Regions from separate parts of the Mus musculus genome. Here region 1 is linked to region 2. A link is a contact called in public HiChIP or PLAC-seq data. All regions are on one chromosome and are shown on one strand. The core of a region is the stretch at or near the end of the contact, and the rest is flanking DNA. Distances in the headings are between cores, read along the strand shown.

Region 1 (7,507 bases), core at 4,469-6,968, 1.1 Mb before region 2:
GTGTATAACTAAGAAGTACAACTATTCTAAATATCCCATAGAGTAACTGAAACTCTCATTTTCTGCTGGTAAGAACAGAAGATTTAAAACGAGTTTGGTAGTTTTGAATATATATATATATATCTCCTTATCCAGCCAATTAAAGTAGTTTCCCTAAATAAAAAAAATAAAATAAAAAAAAAAAGCTTATGTCTGCAGAAACATAAACAGAAATATTTACAGCATACTGTACATCTGGAAAAGTCCTAAATGTTTAACAACAAACACTGAACAAATGAAGGTCAATTATATAGCTAAATGTTAGTAATAATAAGAGAACATATGTAAGACATGAACTAATCTAAAAATGGCTGTGTAGCATGAAGGAAGTTAAACAAAAAACACAACTGTAGAATTCCATCTACACTATGGGGTTTCCAAAGACTATAACTTTTAGGACAGTTTCTATGATGATTTAATGAGTATATATCCCAACCTTATTCAAACTGGGTAACTTAAACACACAGTTTATTGTACACTAAGTATACTTCAGTAAAACTAGATTATGAAAGAAATAAAAAATAAGCATATATTTAGCACCATTCAATGAGCTTTGTGTGGAGACAACTGAATAGCCACGGCAATCTGAGTATGGCATACTGGCTAAATAAATTTTTTTAATTCCTTAAATATTCAAAATATATATTTTTAATTCCTTAAATATTCAGAAATGAAGAAAATCGTATCATTAATGATGGACCCAAAGAGGAAGCTTATCTCTGAGATTTAGAGTATGAAATGGATACCGTCTTAGATCTAGAATAAGCAATTAGTACTCAACAAGAATCTAGCCCATGAAACAGATACCTATTGGGATCTAGTACATGAAATGGATACCCACTCAGATCAAGAATAGGAAATGGATGTCTACTGTGTTCTAGAACAGGAAATGGACACTCACGCTCATGACTTTATCTAACACCTAATCTGTCTATATAAAGATCAAGGAACCAGCTGAGGACAAAAATGCCTGATTTTATAAAAGGAGTAGGTAGGGTACAGAGAAGAAAGAAAGAGTTGCCCAAGTCAGCTATGTACAAACTCTGAGCAACAAGAAAAGAGTAATAAGAAGACAGTTCCCTGTTTAGGAAGAGAAAAGGAATTAATTCCAGAGTTTGAGAAGTGACACAGTACCAGGCTCTTACTCTTAGGTCAAGCCAAGCATCATCACTTTTAAAAATTGTTGTATTTTATTTTGTCTTATCTAGACTATTGTCATGGTGATGGAAAGCCAGGAAACTCTTTGAGAAAAGCTGAATCTGTTCTTTCCTGTTCTATTTTGTAGAACTTAAGGAACCAGGTGCCATCAATGGTGCCTTAAGACAAAAAAGAAATGTTTGTGTCACATATGAATAAATCATTGTATCAGCACTGTAATATACCATCTGAGACAGAGTAGAATCTGAGACCTGAGTGTCGTAAGGTCTGTATCTGCACTTTCAAAGTTCTGCTCCCACAAACGCACAGCACTTGTTCCACAGACCCTCACATTACTGTCTGCCTATATATAGGTATCTGTATCCAAACCTCTCTTGGTTTGTTTTTTTTTTTGTTTTTTGGTTTTTTTTTTTTTTTTTTGGTTTTTCAAGACAGGGTTTCTCTGTGTAGCCCTGGCTGTCCTGGAACTCGCTCTGTAGACCAGGTTGGCCTCGAACTCAGAAATCCACCTGCCTCTGCCTCCCAAGTGCTGGGATTAAAGGCGTGCGCCACCACGCCTGGCCTCAAACCTTGCTTTTTAAGTGGACTTAATTAGTGCTCATTCTAACGGCTTCTTTTTTCTCCTCTGGACACTTTTACTAGATGCAAGATCACATTCAAAGATAAAGAGGGATAGGACAACATCCCACTCCACCCTGCCCCAAGGGACATAATTTAACAGTTTCTTTTACTCTTACAAGGATTTTAAAGCAGCCAATAGCACTAGCATTCTAATAGCAACCTAAGAGATGGTCAGAATTCTCTATAGCACTGCTGGAACACAGTCCAAGCATGGAGTCATGGAGGGGAGTTCTGAGTGCTTGTTTTAACATGAGTCTTTTGACCTCAGTTTCATCAAAAAAACACAGACATTCTTGGAATTCTTGGAATGTGTTTGCCTGATCCTCCCAGGTATAGGGGAGTCTATTTCAGTTGTTTTTTGTTTATATGCCTCTGTAAGAAAACATGTTTTTGCCATGTGTGTCTTGTCCTTGTGATTACACACTTTACTCCGGTGACTCTTCTTAACCCTCAGAGTATAAACTGCCTGATGCTCTGAATAAACTTGGCTGCTGCATGATACTGTAGTAGTCAGCCTCATTTTTAGTCCCTGCTCTCCCAGGTTCACGCAGCCAACTAGCGTGGTAAAAAACAACACTATGAAACCAAATTATATAGCATATAACAGAAAGAAGTAGAGAGAGTATCCACAGCATGATTTTGTGCATAAAGAAACTTGCAACCAAGACCGATAACCTGAATTTCATTTTCAATACCCACATGCTTAAAGGACAGAAATAACTCCTATAAACACCTCAATAAATAGACAGATGATAGATAGATAGATGATGATAAATAGACAGATGGTTGATAGATAAATAGATAGATAGATAGATAGATAGATAGATAGATAGATAGATAGATCATGTATGGATGGATGGGTGAATGTTTAAAAAGAGGCAGGTGGGGAGAGCTGCATTGTACTGGAAAGGAACTTCTATAATATGGAATGATAGTGGAAATTAATTTTTTTAAATACTTCAAAATCTGGCCTGGTTGATAACTATTAAAGCTGGAATAGATATATGTACTATGAATTTATGACCATTGGCCGATCAGATTCAATAATATGCTACAGGAGATTATTTTTAAAATAGGATTCAACATTGACTATGTGGAAAATATACAATAGTATATTTGAAGTTAAAAATGTAAATTTTATGATAATTAATGATGTACACAAAACCAGGTGATATGAATTCATAGTAATTGTAATGAGGCAGAATACAACGTGACTGGCATATCACAGCTGAAATGTTATGGAAGTGGCAACTTTTAATAAGTGTTCTCTTTAGGTGTAAATGAGCAAGATTTGAAAGGGGGCTCTGAGAATCTGATTAAAAATTATATTTGGTCACTTAAGTACATCCTCCAGCCCAACAATAAAAGAAATAGTTCCTCAGAATTTCAAACCAGCACATCTATAACTGATTTTATTCCACCAGCCAAAAGATGAATTTATATATTCATCAATACAATTCTTACTATAAAACTTGATAGAATTTTAAAGCCATTCTTCATCTAATCATCGCAATGTTGATGGCAAGGTTTAAGGACAAAAAGGTAGGGTATTTAAAGGAAGAGAAGTCTTTTAATAAAACAAATAAACATTAAAAAAAATTTAGCATTTAGAATGAAGTGTACCAACCTGGGGATTAGAGCATTTTATCTCTAATGACTCTAAGTCAACATGAAGACAGACAACAAATGAATGCCTTCCATCGGGTCCCACAGGAAGCAGCTTTTGAGATGTGACTGCTAGAGTAGAGGTACATCCCATAGGCTCCACAAGGGAAAGAGTCACTTGCTTTCCAAGAAGGGTATATATGCTGAAATGATGCAAGCTTATGGTCCAAGGAAATGCATCACCTATAAGGGAACAAAACAGAAAAATGAGACCAACAAAATTACACAATTAATGAATACAAATAAAAAATTATTTAAAATTTCAATCTGAAATATAGCACAACATAACAAAGGTAGGATCTCAGAGACTAAGGTAGTAAATGATTTACATGCTACTTAAATAATTTAACTTTAGTATTTGTAGTTACTATAATATACTTCTATACTTTTCATACATTGTAAGCATAAGAAGAAACCTGGCTATGAAATGAGAGAGGAGAATAATATGGATGTTTTTGTGTGGTGGCAACTCACACCAGAATTAATGGTGATGGAGCATGCTAATGAATCAGGCTTCTGGTGCTATGTTAGAAGTACTTAGTCAGAAATTCTGTGGATGGAAATCAGGCATATTTCTACATATTCCTTGTGTGGCTCTCAAAGCACATGAGATATATTTTAAAGGATGCAGGCTTGACTAAAAATTTAGCATTCATAAATATCATAACTGAAAGAAAAATATTTCTTTTACTGTTCTAGTAATTTATCTAATGTGCAATGTATTTATAAGTAGAAGCATAGACTATATAACATCTTAGAATTTTATACTGTATTATAGGTAAAGTAGACGGATATAATTCCAATTGGAATATTGAAAATTCATTATTCTGGTATATATAGATATAGATATAGATATAGATATAGATATAGATATATACACACACATATATATATTTGTAATTACTATATATACTTCTATACCTTTCATACATTATAAGCATAAGAAGAATGTTAAATACAAGAAATAAAAACAGAAATAGAAGTCCTAACACCCTCTTTGCCACTATAGTAGATAGTAAATGTTCCATATATATATATATATATGGAACATTTACTATCTACTATATATATATATATATATATATATATAATAAATAGTGGATATATAGTGAAAAATAGTGGATATTCATACATAGTGGATATTAATGTTCCATCAAATACCATATACATATATGATAAATGTGAACATTCAAAATATCTAAACCAGGAAACTCTGAAATTGGGAGTTTAGGTAATATAATAAATACAGGTAGAGGGTAGTTGGTAACTTGGCTAGAAACAATAATTTCATAGTAGGACATGGTCCGCCCTGCACACCTTGCCTGTTCCAGATATAATATTTTCCTACTAAGGAAAAAAATGAGTACTTTAAATCATCTGTAACTGATTTTAAACTAATTTTTAAACCTGTATCAAATTCTATGCTGTTTACAAAATTAAACCTCTGCCACCATCATCTCCTGTACTTGGAATGATTTCAGATTCTCACTTTAAATAAATAGGTATATTTGTATGTGTTTCCAAACTTTATTCTAACAAATACTAAGTGATGATTATGGAACAAGATCACATTTAAATTTGTTAAAAACGTCACAGTTGACACTGGCACTCTTAGAAAAAATTCCCAACATGCATGCGAGGAAACATGAGAGACTACCTAGTAGGATGTCTTTAGCCTGCTGGGAACTCTGGCCTTTGTTCCTTCCCTGTGAGTGCTCAGGCCCTGCCTTGTACTTTCAGTCTACAAACAAACAAGGCCCAAACATGCAAAGAGTGAGTTAAACTGAACCTTGAGGATCACTGGTATCTACCCCCAAAACGAACATTTAAGTTATAGCTATCATCATACTCTATATTGAGTAACTGTACACATTCTCCAAGGATTAGAAAAAAAAGTAAGTATGTCCACTCTCTATAGGACACTTGAAGAGTTCTAGCAAATATACTAAGGAACTCAAAAATAAAATAGTATTAATGCCATCTACAAGGGAAAGAAATACATGTGTATGGTATTCTTTCACAAGAGTATATGCACACCTCCATGGTCATAAAAGCACAGCAAAGGCAAGAACTGTTACCACTGCAACCAATACCAACTGGCAAACAGAAAGGAGATGTGACATTGTCAAGCCCAATCAACTCTGTGTTTTTAACAAACCCAATTTGCATAAGACCAGCAGCTAAACTCCAATTCCCTGAAGAAAATCACAAAGTCCACAAAAGCAAACATCCTATGGCAATCCACTCCCCTTAGCAACAGCCAGTCAGGATACAATGGTGGGATCACAGTACATAGAGATAACTGAAGACTTCCCGAAGAGAATAGATAACTTAGCCATGCTGCTCATCAGGAGGTTTTGTAGTCCTGTTCGGTTTGTGTAGATTACACCAGAAATGCAGTTTTAAAAATATTAACTTGTTGACCCATAATGAAAAACCCCTAAGTCTGCTGTTACCACAATAGACTTGGGCTCTCACTCTGACCAGGTGCTATGGTGAGAGTCTGAGAGAGCTTGCTCACAAGCTCATTAAAGACCTTTATGAGTTCTACAATTGAACTGACTCCTTGGTAGTCTTCAGATACCTGCAACTTGGGCATAACAACATAAATGCACAATTGGACTTTCCTTGTCAATGCAAATACAAAGAATATGCTAATATATACCACGTGATGTGAGGATCTCAAAAATCTGTTATACTGGGTGAGTAATGTCAGAAGTAAAAGACTGTATACTGTATGATTCTAGTTTATTAAAATATCCAGAGCAGACAATGTTACGGGGGAAAAAAGCAGGTCAGTGTTTGCTTGTGCCAAGAGGTAGAAAAAGAATAATTGCAACTTTGGGATGATTGACATATTATGCTCAACTGTATCATTGGTAATGGTCAGTTTTAAAATAAAACTATCTTAAAATTGTTGAATTCTGTATCTACAATTCCTTGTAGTAATATTGTGTGTGTGTGTGTGTGTGTGTGTGTGTGTGTGTGTGTGTGTGTGTGTGTGAATGAAAGCAGTAGAAGGACATGACAGGGCACTCCTTTAAATCTGACACTCAGCACACAGAGACTAGCAGATCTTTGTGAATTTGAAACCAAGCTGGTCATACTCTGGTTTCTCTTCAGATCGTATGAAACCAAGCTGGTCAACACAGCAAGTTCCTGGAGAACCAGGGCTACAATCGTGAGGCCCTACATCAAAGTAAGAGACAGACAGACAGACAGACAGACAGACACACACACACACACACACACACAAACATACACACATACACAGAGGAGGGAGGGAGGAGGAAGGGGAGAGGTAGGGAAGGATAGAGGGAGAATAGCAGTGAACACTTGCTTTGAACTATCTTAGGAAAACAAAGTTATCACAGGGCTAATCATGTTCTGCTGTATTTTCACCAACTGTGCTAATGCATTCTATTTCTATAATATACCGCTAATGATCTGTCATTGTCCTTAGAGTTTACCAACATTTCTAATACCACAAATACATTCCCTAGGATCACTTGACTAGCTTTCTAGTAACCAGGACAAAAATATTTCCAAAAGGGAGAAAGTCTTAAAATAAGATGAAAGACTTAGCACAGATTTTTAACATTAAAGTGGAAATGAACTTGAAATGTGCACTTACTTTAAGATGGAATGGATTTCCAGAATATTACCTTTATGAAATATTCAAATAAATTGGGGAGAACAAAAGAAAGCTAAATCCAAGTCTGAAAACTGCAGCATTCTACACTGTCATATTTGTGTATTGTATACCTTCACACAATAAGGAGCATCCATATATGTATCAATGTATCTGTCACACAATATTAAGAAAACTGGGTTGAAATCTTAAATGTCAGAGTGGTTACGATAGAGTGACCTATTTTCTTCTATGTATATACAATTTTTTATAAGAATGTTGCCTTGGCAATCATTAAAAAAAACACATTTTTATTTCAAGAATCAAAGGAAAATGATAGGAACATCTGACAGTACTTGGAATCCATCCAATGCTAAGTGGGAAAGTACATAT
Region 2 (7,255 bases), core at 1,737-4,236:
CGACTTCACTTCAAGTGAATCACATAAAGGATGGGTGCAGAGAGAACCTGATGGGTTTACTTAGGAGTCCCCACACCTGGACCAACACCCTCATTATTCATTGAGTCAACGTGAAACACTTGTTTTCTTTTTCAAAACAAAATTCATAATATGGCTGACTAGAGATGTAACTTTTAACAATACCCTACACTATGTAACATAAAGACTTGAGAAGTTATGTTAATAAAACAATATGTATGTCTGTATGTGTTTTTCCACAACTACACTAGATAACAGTCTGAAATGAAGATTTTGAACCTAATGGATGTTCATGTCAACAAGGGACCAACATAGGCACTTGGCATAATTCATAAAGCCTGAGACAGGCCCTGGAAGCCTTCACCCCATACAACAGCCATTAATTCTTTTGCTGATGGAGTCCAGGCTAAAACGTGCACCATGGAGATACTGAAATAAGAAAAACTCAGAGAAGCAGTTACCAAGCCTGCATTTCAATTCCTTAATATTAGAATATTCTACCAACACATAAACTTTATGTAGATAACAGCAAAGAAAGTAGGTTATTCTTGTGCCTCAAAGAAAAGGTAACCAAGCCACTAGTGAGAAAATTCCCCAATCTGGTAAGCATTCTGAGATTCCATCCAGGCTCAGCTCCATTCACTACTCCTAAAACTCAAAACAATTGGAGACTAAAAGCACAAATGAAATATTCTATACAGGGAAACTGTGCAACCTCAGGGAAAGCCAGTAAGAAAATGTCAGCTGTAATTTTTGTTTAGGAATCTACCGTGTGAACAACAGGAATCAAAACTCAGGAGGACTAGAAGAGGAACATAGGAAGAAGATGGAACCAAATAGGCTGTGGAGTCCAAGCAGGAAGCTCGTGTATTCCAGCATGAAGCCCTAAACCAAGAAAAAGGATCTCACCATTCTTGAAGCACGGAAGCAGTCCCTCAGCATTACACAGGACAAGATGACAGGGAATCAAGAGGATTTCTTACAGTGCATGTTGACAGAGGGTCACAGGTCTGACCTTTCTTATTGTCACACTGCACTTAGCAGACTACCATAAACAAAGTACAGGATCAAAACAACACAAGTATTGGATATTCATATCCACACATACATGAACTTTGACTATAAAGCAAACGTTAACAAGGTAAGAAACATTTAGCCCGCAACTACGCTCCTTCTGACACAGCATGAGAACTGTAGGTAGCCTCAGAGCTTCTCCAGTTGGGGATCACAACCCCATATAGGGTCATGTAGCTGAATGTGAGGTGATGAAAAATCTAGCAAGAACAATTCAGAAGTCAAATGTGTAATGAATCCAAAGTGTTTCTGGCAGTGCTCTACCTAGACGTCACTACAGCCACAGTTCAGCAGTGACATCCCATGCTTACACACCATACAACACCAACAAATACTGCCTGAAACAGCTCAGCCAAGATCCCAGGCAAGTTATGAACCCAGTGTTCTTACTGTACATACAGGTTTATGCTCTTAAGAAACAATGTTATACAGGCTGGTGAGATGGCTCAGAGGCTAAGAGCACTGGCTGCTCTTCCAGAGGTCATGAGTTCAATTCCCAGCAACCACGTGGTGGCTCACAAAACATCTATAGGGGGATCTGATATCCTCTTCAGGCAGGCAGATATATATGCAGCAGAGCACTCGTACATTAAATAAAGAAAAAGAAAAAAAAGGAAACAATGATATAAAAACAGGCCTAAATTTCTCTTTAAATTGTTCTCATGCCGCACGTCTTTGGATTGTGCTGGGCTGCATTGTTTGATTTAAAAAACTAGTTTGAAATTGAGTTGCTGGGTTAAATTTTATATTTTTTAAATCATTAATTTGGATTTGGGATTGAGATAGACTTTTCCAACAACTGGCCCTAATTATAGTTCCGACTGTACTACATATTTAGGCAAAATAGCATCTCATCACTGACTATTATAAAAATCAAACAACAAATCAGCTCTAAAAAAAAAAAAAAAAAGCCGGGCGTGGGGGCCCACGCTTTTAATCCCAGCACTCGGGAGGCAGAGGCAGGTAGATTTCTGAGTTCGAGGCCAGCCTGGTCTACAAAGTGATTTCCAGGACAGCCAGGGCTATCCAGAGAAACCCTCTCAAAAAACAAACAAACAAAAACAAAACAAACAAACAAACAAACAAAACCACTTTAGATGCTTTATGTCTTGCAGTATCAAATACTCTACCAAAACTCGTATTTATGAAAAAATAAACATACACACATCTATTTAGAGAGTAAAAATTAGTTTTTATCTTTCTCAAAAGGCAAAATTATACCAGCTACACTAAAGAATTGTTTTAAATATACTTCCTTATGATATATTATCAGTTACTAATTAGTACATCTTCTTATCTACCCAGGTTCGTTAGTGAGAAAGCTGAAGTCGTGAGCTAGGAGAAGATGACTCGCCTCCGGAAAGCAGACCCCGGTCTGCTCAAATCTTGAGGCGATCATGCATAGAAAGGAAGCACGGGATGGCGAAAGGCAGACAACCCACACCTCTGCTTGGTTCCCCGGAATGACCCATCCCTGTCCTTTACGGTACCCAGAAAGGGATACAAGCGCATTCCCAGAGGGGATTCCGCCTGGCAGGGCAACGATAAGCATAAAAACGAGCACAGGAGCCTGAGGCTCTGGACTGCAAGAGGGCCCGCCCGGGCAGCATGGACCTCCCCAAGTGAAAAGCGCCGCAAGCCGAAGCCGCCACTGTGGGCAAGCCCCCACGCGAGGCCCCCGCGAGCTGGCGGCCCCGGCTAAGCATTAGTGCCTCACCACCAACCTGCCAAAAGTTCCGAGGGCTTCGCCGGTAAGAATGACAAGGTTCTGAGATCCCTAGAAGCTCCCACCACAGAGGGTGAGCGAGCGGGCTGAGGGCGCGTGCGCAGCACGGCTTCTTCCTCCACGTGTCCCGGAGTCGCTTGTAAACTACAATTCCCATCGGGCCGTGCGAATTCGCACGGGGCTGTCCCTGAACTAAAACTCTTTTGCCTAGGGCTGTCTGGTCAGTGGACAAGAGTGGGTGTAGTTACTTACCATCGTTTCTTCTTCTGGAGGGTCTTCAAGAGGGAAGGATTAGCATGTCGTCCATAATCAGAAAGGTGATCAGCACCACAAAAGCCCCGGCGGCCATTGGTCCCTACAGGTAATGTTTTTTACTGTAGCTCTGAAGGACCAGGTAGGTGCAGTGTTGCAAGTTTGGAGCTTTGGCCCCTGCTGGTCCGAGCAAAAGAGAGTCTTAGAACGCGCGAAGAAACTAAGTTCAGAAAGAGTACAGTGTATCCAAATCCCTCAGAGAATGGGGGAGCCCTGGTGCTACCAGAAACTTGCACTCCTAAGATCTTGCCCCCATCTGGAGCTGCCGGGGCCCCGAAGGCGAGCTTGCTACATGCTTTCTCTGGTTAGAAGTGGCATCACCCCAACCCCCTTGCCTTTCGTCTTGGTGGCTTCTAGTTTTGGTTTTTGTAACAATTTTATTAAGATAGAATAAACAACCCATAGAATTCTCATTCTGTTAGTGGGTTCAATTCAGTGGCTTTTACTATGCCCAAAAGTTGTGTAGCCATCATCACTTTCTATTCTCAAAACATTTACATCCAACCTAAAATAAGGTTTATACCATTAGCATTTATTCCACATGGCATCTTTCCCCAGCTCCTTACAACCACCCATTTATTTCCTCTCCATCACTATAGGGTTTATCTGTTAAAGACGTTTGCTATAAAAAGTATAATACACTGTTTGGTCCTCTGTGACAGGCTTCTTTTACTAGCATGAAGTTTGATCTAACCCTTTCTTAATTTACAAGATATGCTTGTCTCATTTGGACAGTACTCAGCAAATACCTGTATGTCTATCCTAGTCTCTGGCTTCTATAACGTGTAGGAATGCAATGATGCTTATGAATGGTTTATCCATGCCTATTTACCACTAATATCAAATGCAAGTAACACCAAAGGTGATCTTCTGAGATTATCCTATATACTAGAGCTAACCATATATGTACTGGAAAAATAAAAACTACCCTTTGGCATTTATCTCTGCTTACCAGAAGTGCTTTTAAATAGAAATGGTACTTTCTTTTCACTTCCTTCTGTGGGTGCTATGAAGGACAGACTAACTTTGTAGCTCAGACTAACCTAGAACCTGCTGTTCTCCTGTTTGAGCATTCCTAGTGCTGACGTGAAGACCAGCACACTTAACTTAAAACCTTGTTCCTCAAAATACCTCAGCTTTAAAAATCACTGTATTGTATCTTATATAACTTTCTCCTCTCTAACTTCTAAGTCTTCACTAAAACGTATCTAGAGCCAATTCCTTTTGAAAAAGTCATTTCTGACACAGTGTCTCTTTGCTGTCAATCAAAACTGAAGATTTTCTTCGGCTGCAACATTAGTACTGTAGAAGATGTGTAGTGCATGCCAAGTATTTAGCTGATTCAAAAATGTGTAAGAAGTAATCCGACATAGGCCTTCACCTATAAAAGGAAAAGAAGCAGTAATGTAGCAAATGTTACATGACAGGCACTATGACAACTAACTACCTTTAAGTTGTCTCTCCATTTTACAAAAGGACAGCTCAAGGTCAATCTTTTCAAGGAAATACAGTGTGCAAGTGACATCTTGGCTTGAACTCAAACCCTAGCTCCCTTAATATCAAGAGAAATAACAGTCCCATGTGTCAAAGCAGTAATTATTATAATAGGATTGGAGATGGAACTTAATGGGATGAGAAACCAAATGAAAGGGAGGAAAACTGATTCTGATTTGGAGCAGAGAAAGAAAAAAAGTTTTGAAGAAGCTCCCCAAATAAGGTAGTCCGGTTAAACTTTAAATGTTGGGTTTTCTGTTTTTCCACTTTTAATAGTGTTAGGAAGTTTGACTCATCATAGTTAATTAGTTACAGACTGACATTCCTCCAGAGGACACAGAGGTAAAAGAATACAGAATGTAGAGATTTGGATGAGATAGTTTTCAATTGACCTTTTTTTTTTTCTCCCAAACTGTATACCTGGTGTTTTATAACATTTTCATTGAAATGACTTACTTTCACTTAAATTAATTTTAAAAGAAAACATTATCAAAATACTCTAAATAGAAAACAATACAATAGAAAGTAACTATTTTTAAAAATAACTCAAATAAAAAGTATTAATTCCAAAACTCTATGAGCATACTGCAGTTGGCTCAAAACCTTGAGCCTGCTCCCTTTGTTAAAGTGTTTCTGGCTGGGGCTGGAGAGATGACTCGGCACTTAAGAGCACTTTCTGCTCTTCAGGAAGCCAAGTTTGGTTCCCAGCACCCATATTAGTCCATTCACTCCCATCTGTAACTCTAGCTCCAAAGGACCCAGAGGATCTTCTGGCCTCCATGGGTATGTGCACAGGTGGTGGACTTATACACGTGCACATAAATAGTCATAATAATTTCAATGTCTTTCTGGCCGAGGATGGATATAGCTCAGTAAAAGACCATGCTGAACATGTATGAGGCCCTGGGTGTGTACCACCAGCGCCCAGCTACAACTCCATTTTTCAGATGTGAGAGCTGTCATATACTAAGTTGAATAATTTGCCAAGGTCACTCCACTAAGTAATTTAATACAATTTGAAAGTGTAGTGGACTCCAGGGCTCAATCTGAATGATTTCATTTGTTGTCCCAGCTTAGAAGAATTGAAAAGAAAACTACAAAGTGAAGATATGATTCCCTGTCTGTGGGTGACTTTCTGGGAAAAAAAAATTCAAAAGTTAGCATTAAGAGTTGGAGTTTGTTAGGAGAGGAGAGTTGCACTTTGGATTTAAATTCTTTTTTTTTTTTTTTTTTTTTTTTTGGTTTTTCAAGACAGGGTTTCTCTGTGTAGCCCTGGCTATCCTGGAACTCACTTTTTAGACCAGGCTGGCCTCGAACTCAGAAATCTGCCTGCCTCTGCCTCCTGAGTGCTAGGATTAAAGGCGTGCGCCAGGATTTAAATTCTTAGTTGGCTTCTTTTTAATGGTGTGACCTTACAGAGAGACTTTGTCTCCTAGTTTGCTTCTTTATCTTCTAAATGAACCTAAGTAATAATGCTAGTTCTTAACCATAAGGAAGGAAGGGGTCAGTCCAAAAAATCCCTTTTAAGGAAAAAATTCTGTAGTCCCAGCACTCGGGAGGCAGAGGCAGGCTGATTTCTGAGTTCCAGGCCAGCCTGGTCTACAGAGTGAGTTCCAGGACAGCCAGGGCTACACAGAGAAACCCTGTCTCGAAAAGAAAAAAAAAAAATTGTAGTAAATTTTTTGTTCCTCGGCCTAATCCTGCTCTTTCAGCTATTGGTGATAGTTGCAGGAGATTACCTTCTTTACTTCAGAACAAAAGACATCTGTAGCAGAGAGACACTTTGTCATGAAGCCTGGTAACCAAAGGGTGTCTTCAGATAGATAACTATCCGGCTTGTTAATGCCTCATCTCCTCTCAGAAGCATTAGTTAACACTTGTACAGTTAGTCTCCCTCTTCCTGTTTAGAACGGCCCTGCATGGAGGCCAGAGTCCGGTCTCTACCAAGCTCCTACATAAACAGTATGTGGTAGCCCTCCTGTGATAACAGTACATGAGAGGCAGAGACAGAAACTCCCCAGAGCAAGCTGACTAGATAGACTAGTCAATCAACAAGTTCTGGGTTCACGTGAGAGACCCTGCCTCAATGTAGTAGATAAGGTAGAGAAGGATTGAAGAAGGCACCTGATGCCCACTCCTGGCCTCCGTATTTTGGGAACTATTTCCCAAAAGTAAAGACTAGTGTATAAAGTTTGTGATGAGTACACTTTTTGAAATTCTAGCTTCTCTCAAGAGAATTCTAATGTGCTGGGCTTTTTAGTCCTCAGCCCTGGGAATGAATGGAGTATTGTTACTGATTAGCTAAGCACAACTCAGCACATTTTAGGACACTGAGGACGGACCTGGAGGGATTGCAACACCAGTGCTATTGAGTGGCTTTCTGTTTTATTAGCACTGCCATAATATGGCACAGACCATGACTTGAAACTTAATTGGAATGTTTCTGAAAGTTTTACCCCCTGATTTTGGGCTTGGTTTGCTATCATTTAGGTGTTTCTCTGTGTGGGGTTTGCTTGCTTGCTTGTTTGTTTGTTTTCAGGTAACCTCACTGTGGTCCCAGACAGCCCAGAATTCACTACACATCCCAGGTTGGCACCACACTTGAGAGCCTCCTGAGTACTAGGGTTATAG

The links. HiChIP or PLAC-seq counts read pairs in DNA pulled down with a chosen protein or histone mark.
Region 1: an H3K27ac HiChIP or PLAC-seq map of extraembryonic endoderm stem cells shows a contact between it and region 2, with 5 times the contacts expected there. The contact joins the enhancer-like site here to the promoter of Rida in region 2. A contact is called at or near these places in 3 of 39 promoter capture datasets (frontonasal cranial neural crest, hippocampal neurons and pre-B cells) and 3 of 115 datasets of contacts at active chromatin or transcription factors (bone marrow-derived macrophages, extraembryonic endoderm stem cells and pro-B cells).

The regions. Positions count from the first base shown.
Region 1 is chr15:35,613,757-35,621,263 of GRCm38.p6, reverse strand. It overlaps Vps13b (vacuolar protein sorting 13B), which reads right to left. Exons shown (of 62, transcript NM_177151.4): 24 at 3,446-3,666. Among named protein-coding and RNA genes, the nearest start is that of Mir599, 43 kb to the left of the region's middle. Within about 2 kb of position 5,718, at least 4 of the 459 cell types and tissues checked have an H3K27ac peak or open chromatin away from gene starts, as enhancers often do. A contact at or near this core is called in extraembryonic endoderm stem cells, where this site is marked.
Region 2 is chr15:34,490,977-34,498,231 of GRCm38.p6, reverse strand. It overlaps Rida (reactive intermediate imine deaminase A homolog), which reads left to right and starts at 2,986. Exons shown (of 6, transcript NM_008287.3): 1 at 2,986-3,179. The coding sequence starts at 3,115. Pop1 (processing of precursor 1, ribonuclease P/MRP family, (S. cerevisiae)) reads right to left here and starts at 2,921. Exons shown (of 16, transcript NM_026340.3): 1 at 2,817-2,921.